3 separate regions of the Mus musculus genome follow, and regions 1 and 3 are each linked to region 2. Evidence: chromatin contacts called from public HiChIP or PLAC-seq data. All regions are on one chromosome and are shown on one strand. Each heading gives the region's core, a stretch centred on a gene start, on an enhancer-like site or on the middle of the called end of the contact. The rest is flanking DNA. Distances are from core to core; before and after follow the strand shown. Region 1 overlaps Tshr (thyroid stimulating hormone receptor). Region 2 overlaps Sel1l (sel-1 suppressor of lin-12-like (C. elegans)). Region 3 overlaps Tshr (thyroid stimulating hormone receptor).

Region 1 (4,588 bases), core at 278-2,777, 310 kb before region 2:
GTGAGAGGAACATAGGGAAGTAAGTTGTCAGCCTTTGGCATGACTCTTGCTCCACTTTCATCCATGACAAATTCTGTAAGGTCCTCAAACAATAAGCCGATCCTATAAAATGTGTTCTGAGATTGTGTTTGGATCAAGACAATTTACATATTGTTGCTTAGTCACAAAGGACAAATGGCTGGGAAACCTGAGAAACCAAAGGCTGTTTGTTTATAGAATAAATACTTCCAAACAGACAGCACAGGGGCACGAGAATAGTCACACACAACCGTGCCAAAAAGGATACCCAGAATCTAACAATTATGGCTCCTCTTATGAAGAATATCATTCAGATATAATCGCCAGGGAAGCTTTTGAAAAATATAAGTACTTGGCCCTCATAACCGTGAATCAGTGATCCTAGGATGGGTCTTGAACATGTATGTGTCCAGGTTGTTCAATTCTATGTTCAGGGCTCATTTATTTTCCCAGATAGCATAGTCGTGCCTCGCAGGAGGCGGGTCATTGAATCTGTGTGTATTGTTCTCATTATAAGAAAGACTCTGATAAAACCATCTGAAAGAAGATCAGTTACATACAGATTCACAACTGCTCCTGTAAAGAGGCGTCTCTGTTCTTCCCTCTTTCAGTACCTAAAACTTTTATTTGCATGATATTTTGCTTAATGATTTCAAGACAAATCCTGACTTTTCTGTTTCATTCAAAATCAAGAAGGCGGGTCTTAAGAGAGAACTGGGTCTGCATGGTTTAAATGTACTAGTGATTAACTCTGGGTTACCAATAATGCATTGTGTCACATTAAAGAAAGAAACAAAAGCATGCCCCCTTGAAGCCATGTAACTAAGACTCTAAATTTGAAGTGTCTACTTTGTTCTCCTGTGGTTTCTGTCCTCTGTCTGTTGTATGAGTCTTAATCTGTGATCTGTGTCTCCCTGAGGACTGTCTGCATTATCTGGTGAATCTGTCTCTGTCCCTGTTCCTGCCCCTGTCCCTCCTGTCCCTCCTGTTCCCTGTTCCTGGCCCCCACCGCCCCACCCCTGTCTACCCTGCCCTCTGTCCCCTGTCTTGTCCCTGTGCCAGTCCTCATGTCCCCTTCCCCCGATCCCACCTGCCCCTTTCCCTATTCCTGCTCCCCTGTCCCTGTGCACCCCCCCCCCGCTTTCTCTCCTCTGTGTGTGTGTGTGTGTGTGTGTGTGTGTGTGTGTGTATCTCAATTGTGTGTCTGTTCCTCACAAAAGGCTTCACCCTGTCTTTATTAAAAGCACAGAAAGCATCACATGAGAAGGAAAGGGAGACTTTACAAAAATCTCTAACAGAGTTTTACAGGAATTATGTCCGTGGCTGCAACAGATCCCAACAGACCCAGATAACAAGCGTTGCTTATCAAACAATACTTATAAACAGACGCTTTCAACCTTTATGGTAGATTTTAGAAAACGGCCTTTAACTTCTGTATTTGCTGCTCTCCACAAATGATACGCATGCGTTGTTAAGGGACGGGGGCAGGGAAGACTACATAATTGAAGGTTGCAGCTAAGCATTAGCGTAGGTTGTGAAAGCTGATTACATGGGAATTCCAAGGCAAGTGAGGTTGGCTGTTACATTGTCCTCTTAAAAGCAGGTAAAACAAACAGGCTGAGTGCACAGAAGGCTAGCAGTCTTAAGTGACTTTGTGAAGTCCTGCAAAAGGCCCAGTGTCTCAGAATGTAACAGATAGTTTCAGAATATTTCATCATCACGACAGCCAACACCCTCTGGAATGCCCTGCTACAGAAACGTGATTTTTCTCTTCAACACTTTGGAAATTACATCTTATTCCCATGCTTCCTGCCCTCCTTTAAAAATGCTTCTTATTCACGCTAATGTTCTTTTCTGATGCATTCTGGCTTTGCTATTTTGAGTAATACATCTATTCATCTATTCATTTGTATATTCGCTGAGCATGGATTTCCTGAGTCGGCTTAATGCAAAAAACTGTACAAGCCATGCATAATTCAATGGTCCAAAGCAGAAACAACACTCCACAACAGACGACTTATGGTCTAATGACATGGTGTAAATCAAATGCAAACCAATTAGTTAGAAAGGTGCACCATGATTATCCATAAAAGGAACACTCGTGGTGCTTTGAAGTTGTACTGTGGGAATTTTAACCTTTTCAGGAAGCTGTAGAGGAATAAAACAAAGTATTGGGGAATTTTAGGCATACTGGGATCCTAAAAAAATTATATAGTTAGGTGGTTTGTGTATGGCCTATTATTTGAAAAGGCCCCAATAAAGAAGCTATACAAAAAGCAGTCTGTTTTAAAGCCATGAGTGGTGGCACACATATAAATCCCAGAACTCTGGAAATGGAAATAGATGGATATTTGGAGATAGCTGGCCAGGCAGCCTAGTCTACTTAGTTATCCCAGGCTAATGATAGACTTTTTCTGTAAAATCAATGTGAATGGCATCTGAGTTATGACAGTCAAGGTTTCTTCTAACCTACACACACTACACACACATACACCACACACTCACCTGCATACACATGAGCATAGACATGCATGTACATAAGAAGTAGTATGCTTTTATCCCAGATACTTACACACCAATGCTAACTGTAGCACTTTGCACACCACTGAAATTATGAAGCCAATCTAGGTGTCCATCAACAGGAATGGATAAGAAAATATGGTTTATAGACACAGTGGAATTTTATTTTAGCCATAAAAAAAATGTAATGTTAACGCAACTGCAGATCATTGTACTAACTGACTTAAGGCAACCTCAGAGAGACATATACTGTAAGTATTCTCTCACATGTGAGTTCTAGCCTTTATGGATCTATAAAGTCAAGTCATATGAACACAGATTGCCTGAGAATAGAAGCAATGCTGTTGAGGTGAACAGAGAGGAATGATGGGAAATGGGTGGACCAGGAGAAGAGGGAACAAGGGAATGTGGGTGGGGGGCTGGGAGGGGGAGATGCTTAAAGCACATTACATCATGGCATTATCATAAACCAATATGGTGAAATAAAAGGGAGCTTTGGGAGTTCATTGCTAACTTTCTACTTTGTCTTATCTTTTATAATGTTCAGCTATTTATCTATAGATGCAACTCTGCAGCGGCTGGAACCACATTCTTTCTACAATTTGAGTAAAATGACTCACATGTAAGTATAAGAAAAAGTACAAAATAGACCCAAATGACAGCCTCCATTTAAAATATTTTTTACATTACTTTTCTGTGGTGTGGGATGTGCCACAATATGTATGTGTAGGTCAGAAGACAACGTGTGGAAGTCTATTCTTTCTTTTCACCCCGTGGGCTTGGGGACTGAACTTGGGTCAACAGATGCCCTCAGAGTCTGAGCCATCACACCAGACCCATAAAGACATTTTTTAAGGATTTGTCAGGGTTAGACTCAAAGTAAAAGAACTATTAAAAGGAATGTTTGGAAACAAAAAGATTGCCCCCACCCCAATTTGGCCATACATTCTGTACAGAAAAAAATTAACGGCAGCAGAGGAGGTAAATGTGAAGGTAGATATAAAGAAATTTGGACTATATAAAACAAAAACTGTAGGATTTAAAGTACAGGCAACCCAGGTCCTGCACAATAGCCTGGCATCTTAAAAACATACAGACTGAATCTGGGTAAAAACAAAACAAAATAAAGCAAACAAACAATCAAAAAACACTATTCAACTATCAATAAGAAAAGTTTGAATACTTTGTGACATTTAAAATCATTGTCAAAATATTACATTTTTCTCTCACTGTTCTAAACATATAAAGAAAGACGAGATACTAAATCTAATGTTGTTTGAATGCATGATTTTAAGCATCAAAATATTTAGAATGACAGTCTATTTTAGGTTTATAAAGCCATACTAAGAAGTTCAAACCGCAATCACCCATTTTTGGCTTTGTTGTATGAGTTATTGGAAAGCATCTTTCCAGTGTCTTGGCAAATTCTAGGCCTGGATGCTGGTGTTCAACCCTCTTTCTTATGATGCAATAAACAATCTGCAAGAATTTCTTCTGTTCTTGAGGAGACTGGGGCAGGTTGGGAGGTTTTTGATGATTGTTCTGGTTTGGTTTGGTTTGGTTTGGTTTGGTTTGGTTTGGTTTGGTTTGGTTTGGTTTAGGATTCTGAGACCAAGTCTCATCCTATAGCTCAAACAAGCTCACAGCAATCCTCCTGCCTCATTCTCTTTAATGTTGAGAGTACAGGCATAAGACACCCATGCCTTGTTTTGAGGTAGAAAGGGAGGTTGAAATAGGGTCTCACTGTGTAATCCAAGTTGGTCAAGAATTTACTCTGCACTACAGGCTGGCCTTGAACATGTGCTTTCTGTGCTGGGGTTACAGCCACACACCACCAAGACAACTAAGCCCTGCACCTTCATCTTTGTCCATCAATCCACTGTTTCGGGTAACTCATGTCATACCAATCCGTTACTCAGAAGCTCATGAGCAACATCGTATTCTTTATTGTTTGTGAGTAAACAATTGTGACAATTACCAGTGACTGAAATGGTGATGTAATTGATCACCTACTATATGATTCCCATTGAAGAATTAAAAAAAAAAAATA
Region 2 (4,469 bases), core at 852-3,351:
TGGGGTTATTTCAAATTTTCTTCAAGTCCCTAGTGGGTGAAGACACTTAGCTTCTTTTTCAAAGAAAAATACCCACTTAAAAACCTGACAATACAGCATCCAGAAATAGTTTCTCTCGTATCTGAGGCAATAACTGATGAAAATAGTTTTTTTTTTTTTTTTTTTGCATAAAATAGTTTTCCTTTGTTCCGGTTACTTCTTGCGTATCTTCTTGCGTGTTTTGCAGATGTGGTTGGTCACTGGTTGCAAATGCCACACACACAAGGGGTTGAGGTCTGCATGTGGAGGCTGCCATGGCTGCTCCTAAGCACCAGAGAGCAAACCTGGGGAGCAGAGGAGAGAGAGAAAACCCAACCAAGCAGCCAGACGAAACCAAATTCTGTGTAGAGAACCCCCAGCCACCCGCTCCTCACCAGACCCCTGGAGCAGGGTTCTAACGCTTCTCCAAGGTAGAGATGGTGAGTGGTAATATGTTCAGAAGTTAATCTATCTATCTATATATATCTTCAGAAGAACTACAAGCCTTCAGGAGTACCAAGATTTAGGACTTGTACTTTTACATTAATCTAGTTTAGGTATTAATAAATTTGGGGGAAAATAAAGCCCCTGTCAGACCTTTTTCTGTATTATCGGCTAGTAACTAAGAAAACCCAGAAATCAGAAACAAAAACTTCAAAAACAAAAACTCCACTTTTGTACACCGCCACAGAAGTAAAATTTGTGTTCTCTAGACTCTGATGTAGCTGGTTGCCCAACGGGGCGGGGCGCAGGAGAACAGAGGCTCGTCAGAGAGCCTTGGTAGGCCGCAAGACAGACCTGCGAGACAGACCACGAAAGGCAGCAGTAGGGATGGGCTACAGGGAGGAAGGAAGCCACGCTCTAGCTGGTAAATCTAAATCCTAATGCTAAAACTCCCGAATCCTGGAGTTGGCTTAATGTCACTGACATCAACTAGCTTTATTGCCACTTTATTCAAATGGATGCCATTAGTAAGTACTGTGCATTATTTTTAAGAGAACCACCGAACCCAGTGCCTATTTGCTTCGGTCCCACGTCCCACAGACTCTAGGTAAGAGAACAGAGCAAAGCGCTTGAGATCATCTAGGAAAGCAGCAGCGAGAACTGAGTTCTCGCAGTAGACGCCGCAGGCTGGAAACAGAGGGTAAAAGTCTCGGGAAGGGCATCTGCTGTAGTGACCGTTCGTAAAAGGACAGCAAGGGGCAAGTCTGCTACATGAAGAACAAACCTAGACTGTCCCGTCCAGCCTTAGGTAGTGTATGCTATTTTAAGAGATATTTTCTTCAAGTACTTTCTGTGGGAAGTAAAGATGGAGGCAAAACTGCTGCCATCCAAGGAGGCCTGAGGTGGATGGCACAGGAAAACCACAGAAGCCAGTGGCATCTTAGAGTTTCCCATCTTTTTATTTATTTATTTGTAGAGACTGGGTCTTGTTGTATTGCCTAAGCTGGTCTTAACCCCCCAGCCTACTGTGAGTGACAGGAGACTGCAGCTACACACCACTGTGCCCAGTTCCTGTGAATCATGTAAAACCTGCCTTCTAAAGGAAGAGAGACGGCAGAGACGGGCCGGGCCGTAGCGTATTTCCTTTCCTGGGCTGAGGGAGGGGCTGGGAGAGGAGGCAGGGCTAAGGACCCTGTTTACTGCACCGCTCACAATCTAGTCTTTCAGCACAGGACACCAAATGAGCCTTACTATTTACAAGCCCAAAGCAACATTACATTTTTGAGAGGAATGCTGGCTGCCTCTCAAAGATCTGCCTCTCTGTGGCCATGTCTTCAAATTTGGAGGCAAATATCTTCGAGGAAAATTTTTGCTTCCTGGGTTTCCCATAATACTGTGAGCACACACAAATGTACACAACTTCACACTTAAAGCCTTCATGTTCAATACAGATGAACTACATTGAATTCTCATGACAATCCCAACATTCAAACTCAAAGCTTTCCAAACTCCACAAGTGATAAAGTCGTTTCATTGCAGACAAGGATTACAGAAAACAATGGAAAGGCGATAATGAACAGGGGCGTGAGCTCCCATGGGGTGCTGGCTACCCAACGCTACCATCCACAGATCTGATTACACAGACCACAAATTCAGCTTGGGCTTTGGGGTGATTATGTGAAGCTCTCAGTCGTTGTTTTCGCCTCTTACTGAAGCAGGCAATGCTGGGTGTAACTGCTTTAATTTCCTAATGTTTACAACAGAAGGGCGATAACACAACAGCTACTCAGTGGCTGACTTTCTACAGCCACATCAAACCGTCAGAAATAAAAAGCTCCCGCAGCATACACAACGGTGCACCCAGGCCTTTGGTTTTGCCATGCATTGGGTCTAACCCATCCTCCATTGTCTGAGTATTTTAGTATTTTAGTATTACAAAGGAAGTCACCACCTGCCAATCTTGACAATAGCATTTCATATTTGAAGACTTTGGGAGGGTTGTCTGTTCTCTGTGCCATAAGAAATGTGAAGTAAAATGAGATCCGGGAAGCAACGAATCTACCCGAGGGAGGGCATGTCCCAGGTCCCACCTCAAGTTGGTTAAGGCTGTTTTCTGATTTCTCCATTTAGATCATCCTCTGGCGTCTGGACTAGGGCTCTGTATATGCAACTCACATGAGTAGCTGGGGCAAAGTCCTCTGTGGGAGCACGGAGTCAGCTGACTGAGTTTGACTTCTACTCCATGGCAGGGATGTGACATCACGAAGAAGTCTTTAGCAAAGCCTTTCAGTCTTTGAGGAAGAGAAGTTTGCTAGGAAGTGTCAGAGTCACAGTACAGGAATCCGATCAATAATCCCTTTTAAAATAAGAGTGCCGAACATATGACCTGGCATGTAGACTGGTAAAATTTCCCAGTTACTGCATTTCCCAAACACCCTGAAGACGTCCTGCTTGGCTTGTTTTGCTTTTGACTTAATGGCAAGTTCTAGTCTCAGACTTAAGCATGTTTTTAGGGTTAAACTTGCAACTAACTGGGTTTCCCCAGGTTGTCAATGCTCAGGACCTTAGAAGACAGGTAAGAAGTTATGCACATCAACAGGATGACGAAAGGTCTCTCAGGAAAGACAGGGTACAGTAGACATGACTCGAGTGTCTTGTGTATGTTTGCAGAACGAAGAAAGAAAAAGGAAAGAGGAAAGCCACTGAGAGTTGTCATTCCGTATGGCACTGAAACAAACATTCACTGCAGCTCTGCCGAGAGCCGCGCATCCCTGAAAAGGAAGGCAGCAGGTTCTAAGCAGCTTCTGGGATTCAACACGCCTCACGCCTCTTCCAGGCGGTGCCACCATCCAGAGCCCTACATCAAATGCAAGCGTTCTCAGCAAGCAGCTCCCCAGTGGTCACCGACCAAGGTGAGTGTGTGGCTGCTACTGTGGTGGCTGCTGCTCTGGTGGTCCTTCCTGCTGGGGAGGAGCCGGCCGTGGCCCTGGGGGCCTGGGAACTGGTATGTCCTGGTGCTGTCGCTGCCTGTAAGCTATGACTGTACCCAAGAGCAGTGCAATGATGGTCATGAGGTAAAGGTCCCACTCGGGTCCCAAAAGCTGGTCCATATCCAGTTGTGTGAATAGATCTCGAATCTTAATGAGAAAAACACAAAAAGCATTAGCACTTCGATGTCGGTGAAAGAACTCTGAAACTAGTTACTTAACAGTAGACATAAGCATGAGACTTTGAAAAACTAAATTCTAGGACACTGTGATGATTTTTAAACCCTTCTTCTACTGACACCCAGAGGGTGTGTCTCAAGAACTAAGCTAGGGTTTCCTAATAGCGGACATCAGATGTCTAACTGTTTTTTCCATCAGAAATCTAATTCGGCAATTTCTAGCTATTTCTCTAGTAGATATCTGAAAGGATCAGCAGAACAATAAAAGACCCCTCCGCCCCCAAGTCTGAATCCTGGCACACCTCTAACCTGTCCGCAGTGACAGCAGGCAGGTGACGGCCAGCTGTGCTCCGCCCATGGCACTGACAGCTACAGGACCGGGTGTCCACTTGATGAACAAACACCTCTTTTTGGTTGTTTTAATTAAAATGCACACCATTTTACAAAGAAATCTGAACTTACAAGTTACATTCCTAGTCTCTGAGCTTTTGTGAAATTATGCCCGAGAGCCCTCATAATACACATCTGTAGGCGCAGGTGCTTAATTTTGTAGGAAAAAAAAATTCCAGGAAATGATTATGTTCCCGGGGAATTTTGTGTCTGTTCATCTAGTCTGACCTCCTTCTCATCAATACTTATTTCTCTTGCTTTTTTTTATGAACTGGGATTGCTTTGTTTTTTTTTTTTTTTTTTTTTTGTTTCAGTTGGAGAATCTTACTGTTCTCTTTCTAGATCTGTATAAAAAGACAGCAAAAGATTCCTCTCCATACAGGATGGTATGCTGTACCTACTGAGGAAAGTGCGGGGTACAAGGGTCTGGGACAGCCCTGCAGAGTCTGAC
Region 3 (4,413 bases), core at 1,853-4,352, 390 kb before region 2:
AAGACCCGGATTCTTTTTCTCGTACCTATAATTGTCTTTAGCTCTACTTTCAGAGGATCCAATGCCCTCTTCTCAACCCTATGGGCACCAAACACACACGGTTCACAGACATACATGCAGGCAAAACACCCATACACAAAAAATAAAGGCAAATAAATCTTTCTAAAACACAAATTAGAGGGGGATATTGTTTAAAGGTACTACACAAGTAAATAGTGAAATTTATGAATGATATTAAAATGCAGACCGAATAGTTTCTAGATTTTTCTCTCTTGAATAATTTGCAAGTCCATATATGGTTTTCAAAACTCACCAAGTTCTGGTGCTTCAAATTCATATTATATCTTGAGTCCAACTAATGGGTCTCAACCTTCCTAATTCTGAGACCGTTTAATACAGTTTCTCGTGTTGTGGTGACCACCAACCATAAAATTATTTTCCTTGCTACTTCATAACTATAACTTTGCAACTGTTACAGATCATAAAGTGTTTTCTGATGGTCTTAGGCTACCCTTGTGAAGGGGTCATTTGAATCCCAAAAGGGTCACTACACACAGGCTGAGAAACACTATTCTACAAAGAAATAGATAGAGAGATAGTTAGATAGATATATAGATAGATAGATAGATAGATAGATAGATTCTCACTTCTCAATAAAATACAAACAAGTCCATCCTTTTATCTTTCCAGTAGTTTAAAAATAGTTTTACTGACCTTTTTTTTTTTTGACAATTCCATAATGCATATAGCACACACTGCTTACTGTAACCCCTGCATCTCTCTGCCACCTCCTAATCCATCTTTTTAGCCTGTAACTCTCTACCCTCTTATGCAACTCACACTCTTAGTGAAAGTTACTCACCAGTGCACACTCAAGAGAGGGGGAGCATTCCCCTTCCCCAGGCAAGAAGCTTTCCCTACTCAGAGAGCAGACTTGAGAACTCGTGTAACACTTCAAGACACCCTGAATATTTTTCTTAAAAAAAAAAAAAATCACAGTCCAGACGTTCAATAACCAGGTCTGGGTCCATTTAGAAAGAGGAAGAAAAGAAACAAATTTTGTCGGTGGAGAACAAAACTTGAAGATAATTAATAGTGACAGATGAAGAGATTATGCTTCATTTTATCGTTAACACTGCCACTCTTCCCGGATTTTATTGCAGATCCTAGCGAGGAGAGGGGAAAAGAAAAGTCTAGGGATTAAGGATAAACTTTAGCGTGAGGGGGGCATTAAAAAGCCAAGTTTAGAGCAGAGCAAGGGCAACTAAAGGATAATGTGACTGCCAGAGGGCGTGTTAGCCAATGATGACAAATGAGCTCACAAAGGTTCGTTTGACAGTCTGCAAACTGACAGGAGTGCCTGTAGACAGGTAGCAGATGGCACATGGTATGGGACCTGCTCTAAGTGAACTGACACCAAGAAGACCGCAAGGCTACATCCCACAGCGACAGCATGGTTACAGCCCACAGCTCTAACTTGTGACCCAGTCCACAAGTCCGTAAGGGCACAATATGTCAACATGTGGAATCCTGGGACTTGGGGGGAAATAAATGTGGGACCATAACAAAATAGCACAATAGCCTAAGAGCCAAATTCATGTTCTGGTGTCAAAGCACGTTCATGGAGTGTTTTTATAATAACGGAGAGGAGGGAAAGGTCATGAAACAAGGCGCTTTTCAGATAACCTTTGTGGAAACCGAAGTGGCTACAGCAAAGTGGAAAAATCCTATGAGCTTTCCGTGTTGGCTGATGACTCGTAGTTTCTTGGTTGGCAGAACCTATGGTTTTGTTAATGTATCCCAAAAGGTTTGTATCTACTGGTTACAGGATGCTAGGGTCTGCCCAGTAGGCAAGGAATGGCTATTTAGTGGGTGTGGTGGTTGGAATGAGAATGTCCGTCACAGGCTCTGATATTTGAATACTTGGCCCCTCGGTGGTGGAACTGTTTGAGGAGGGGTAGAAAGTATGGCTTTCCTGGAAGACGTCTATCAGTGGGAACATGGTGTGAGGCTTCCAAGCCATGAGCCATTTTCGGTTCTTTCCCCTGCTTGCTCCTTATGATGGGAGCTCTCATTGGAATGCCCCAGCTGCCAGGCTTGCCTGCAGCTGAACCTCCCCCACGGTAATGGCGACAGACTCTTCTTACTCCTCTGGAACCATACCCCCAGATAAACCTTACCTTCTACAGGTTGCCTTGATTATGCTGTCTTATCACAGTAACAGAAAAGTAACTGTTACAGGGGCTAAGGCTATCCCTACATAAATTGCAATTAGGCTGCACTATTCACAACTCGCCACAGACACTGGGGTGAGAACCAGTTCACCCACCTCGCAAACATTTCCAACCTGAAGGTGCAGCCTCATTCACTCTGGGAGCTGCTGCTCTGCCTTCTCTCTGCTCTCCAAAGGATGTCATCGCATCCATACCACACAGCCAGATAACTGGGACCCTTCTCGCTCGGGCTAAGCAGTCTATATATAAATCAGACATTATCCATTTCCATTTCCCTGTGTAGGATGTTCTGCAGAGAAAGTAACATGATTTCCTGGAATGTCTATGTGCTTTGTGCAAGTCTTAAAAGGAAACGATCCCAAAACTCAGTTCCTTGTTGGTTCTGCTTGATTTGATCTAAATTCTTTATTTAAAAAATAGAGAATTCTATTCTAGTCTATTCTCCTTTAATATCCATCAGTTAAAAAAAAAATACTTTTTGTGCCCTTATAAATAACCTACATTCTATGCAAGAAGTTATAGTGTTCTGTTAAAAGGATCGAATTAAATAAAGACATCAGCAGAAATTGAATCAACAATTCTTGTTCCTGTCTGTGAAATGTCAATTAAATCCCAAGGCCCCAACAACAAACCCAGAAGCCTTATTTGAGCATTCTGATAGCCTTTGCTTTACCAATAAGCCACCTCTTTCCTCTGAGATTTGAATCACTTTTAAATGAATTATTGGGCTACATGATGACCTAGACTCCCAGGATTTATCACTGTTAATTTTCTACCTCTCTCTGACCATATCTTGTTAATTTGGAGAGCATCCCGCAGAGCTTTGCTCTGCCAAATGAAGCCTTCAACTAACCAGCAGAGGGAGCCCCAGAAGACGCCTCAGCTCCCCCAGTGTCTTCCTGGGTGCACCAGGAAGTCTCTGTGAATTCAGGTCTGCTCTCTGCAGGAAGAAGTGCTGTTCAAGTTGGAGGTAGAAAAGACCGATCTTTTAGATGGTGGTTTATTGACTTATTTAGTGCTTTGCTTAAGGCACTCTTTGTGCTGCCTATTCGCCAAGCGTGATTTCAGATAACTGGAGCTGAATGACCCAGAGAAAGAGCAGAAACAATGGACAGTCTGCTGACCTAACCATGCTTGCTTGCCTGCCCCACCTTGTGGTTTTTATACATTAAGAATACACAGTAGACACAGGCTCAAGGCCTTCATGAGCTTTGCTGGCTTCGGTCCACCGATGACGGCTCCTCTCCTCCGCTCTCACTGTTTGTTGTCCGGGTGCTCATCCAGAAAGAGCCCCACAAGAGACTTACTGGGGAAAGCCTGGGTTCTGTCTGCACACCAGTAGGAAACTAGTCTCTCGCCTAAGATCTTTTGAGAACGGAAAGTCTCTTTCGTACAAATTTCTCTTAACAGCTCAGTGGCTCTTGTTTTTCGAAACCCTAAATAAATTGATTCTATGGATCCATGGATGGTTAATGAGATGGGGAGAAAAAGAAAATAAGCTCTCTCCAAAACTGTTTAAGACAACACTGGTTTGTGGAGTGTCGAATTATTAAATTACCCAGTTTGTTTCTTCCACTGTAAAGATGCAGTAGTGATAGTAATCCTGGCTCCTGCCTCAGTCACTAATCTCTCTCCCCCCATCCCCTCCCCCTCCCCCTCTCCTTCCCCTTCCCCTGTCTTTCTTGCTCACTTGCTCCCTGGCTTGCTCTTGCTTTCTTACTCTCTCTGTGCATTTGTGTGTGTGTGTATGCATGTGTGTTTTTATGTGTGCATGCTTCTGTGTGGGTGTCTTTTGTGTCTGTGTGTGTATGTGTCTGTGTCCGTGTATGTATGTGTGAGTATATGTATGTATGTGTATTATGTACATGTGTGTATGTATGTGTGTCTGTGTGTGTATGTATGTGTATGTGTGTTTATGTGTGTGGTGTAGTTAATCCTCACATCAGCCCTTACTGGTAGGTTTCATTGTTCCCACCTACAGAGGAAGAAATAGAGGGCTTGGTGAAGAATTCAATCAAGGACACAAGCTAGAGAGAACTTTCTGACTCAAAAGCCGGTTCTCACCGGTTAAGAAAAATAACCCCATCTTGTAGGTATTTTGAACTGTACATGTCATTTAACCGTTACTGTCCCCACTTCCAAAGGTCCTGTGAGGTAAGCACGAATAGTAACTTCCCCT

What was found. HiChIP or PLAC-seq counts read pairs in DNA pulled down with a chosen protein or histone mark.
Region 1: an H3K27ac HiChIP or PLAC-seq map of extraembryonic endoderm stem cells shows a contact between it and region 2, with 2.0 times the contacts expected there. The contact joins two enhancer-like sites. A contact is called at or near these places in 8 of 39 promoter capture datasets (the 3T3-L1 cell line, 3T3-L1-derived adipocytes, the C10 cell line and 5 more), 1 of 484 Hi-C or Micro-C datasets (reprogramming fibroblasts) and 1 of 115 datasets of contacts at active chromatin or transcription factors (extraembryonic endoderm stem cells).
Region 3: a contact with region 2 is called in an H3K27ac HiChIP or PLAC-seq map of extraembryonic endoderm stem cells. The contact joins two enhancer-like sites. A contact is called at or near these places in 13 of 39 promoter capture datasets (the C10 cell line, the HPC-7 cell line, cranial neural crest and 8 more), 3 of 15 datasets of contacts at CTCF or cohesin (large pre-B cells, pro-B cells and stem cell-derived epiblast-like cells), 46 of 484 Hi-C or Micro-C datasets (3T3-L1-derived adipocytes, the AML12 cell line, B cells and 28 more), 5 of 115 datasets of contacts at active chromatin or transcription factors (embryonic basal ganglia, extraembryonic endoderm stem cells, fibro-adipogenic progenitors and 2 more) and 1 of 9 other capture datasets (liver).

What each region holds. Positions count from the first base shown.
Region 1 is chr12:91,494,639-91,499,226 of GRCm38.p6, forward strand. It overlaps Tshr (thyroid stimulating hormone receptor), which reads left to right. Exons shown (of 10, transcript NM_011648.5): 3 at 3,086-3,160. Among named protein-coding and RNA genes, the nearest start is that of Gm40541, 40 kb to the right of the region's middle. Within about 2 kb of position 1,528, at least 14 of the 459 cell types and tissues checked have an H3K27ac peak or open chromatin away from gene starts, as enhancers often do. A contact at or near this core is called in extraembryonic endoderm stem cells, where this site is marked.
Region 2 is chr12:91,806,455-91,810,923 of GRCm38.p6, forward strand. It overlaps Sel1l (sel-1 suppressor of lin-12-like (C. elegans)), which reads right to left. Exons shown (of 21, transcript NM_001039089.1): 21 at 1-3,599. The coding sequence ends at 3,390. Among named protein-coding and RNA genes, the nearest start is that of Ston2, 22 kb to the left of the region's middle. Within about 2 kb of position 2,102, at least 5 of the 459 cell types and tissues checked have an H3K27ac peak or open chromatin away from gene starts, as enhancers often do. A contact at or near this core is called in extraembryonic endoderm stem cells, where this site is marked.
Region 3 is chr12:91,420,214-91,424,626 of GRCm38.p6, forward strand. All of the region lies in intron 1 of Tshr (thyroid stimulating hormone receptor), which reads left to right. Among named protein-coding and RNA genes, the nearest start is that of Tshr, 21 kb to the left of the region's middle. Within about 2 kb of position 3,103, at least 18 of the 459 cell types and tissues checked have an H3K27ac peak or open chromatin away from gene starts, as enhancers often do. A contact at or near this core is called in extraembryonic endoderm stem cells, where this site is marked.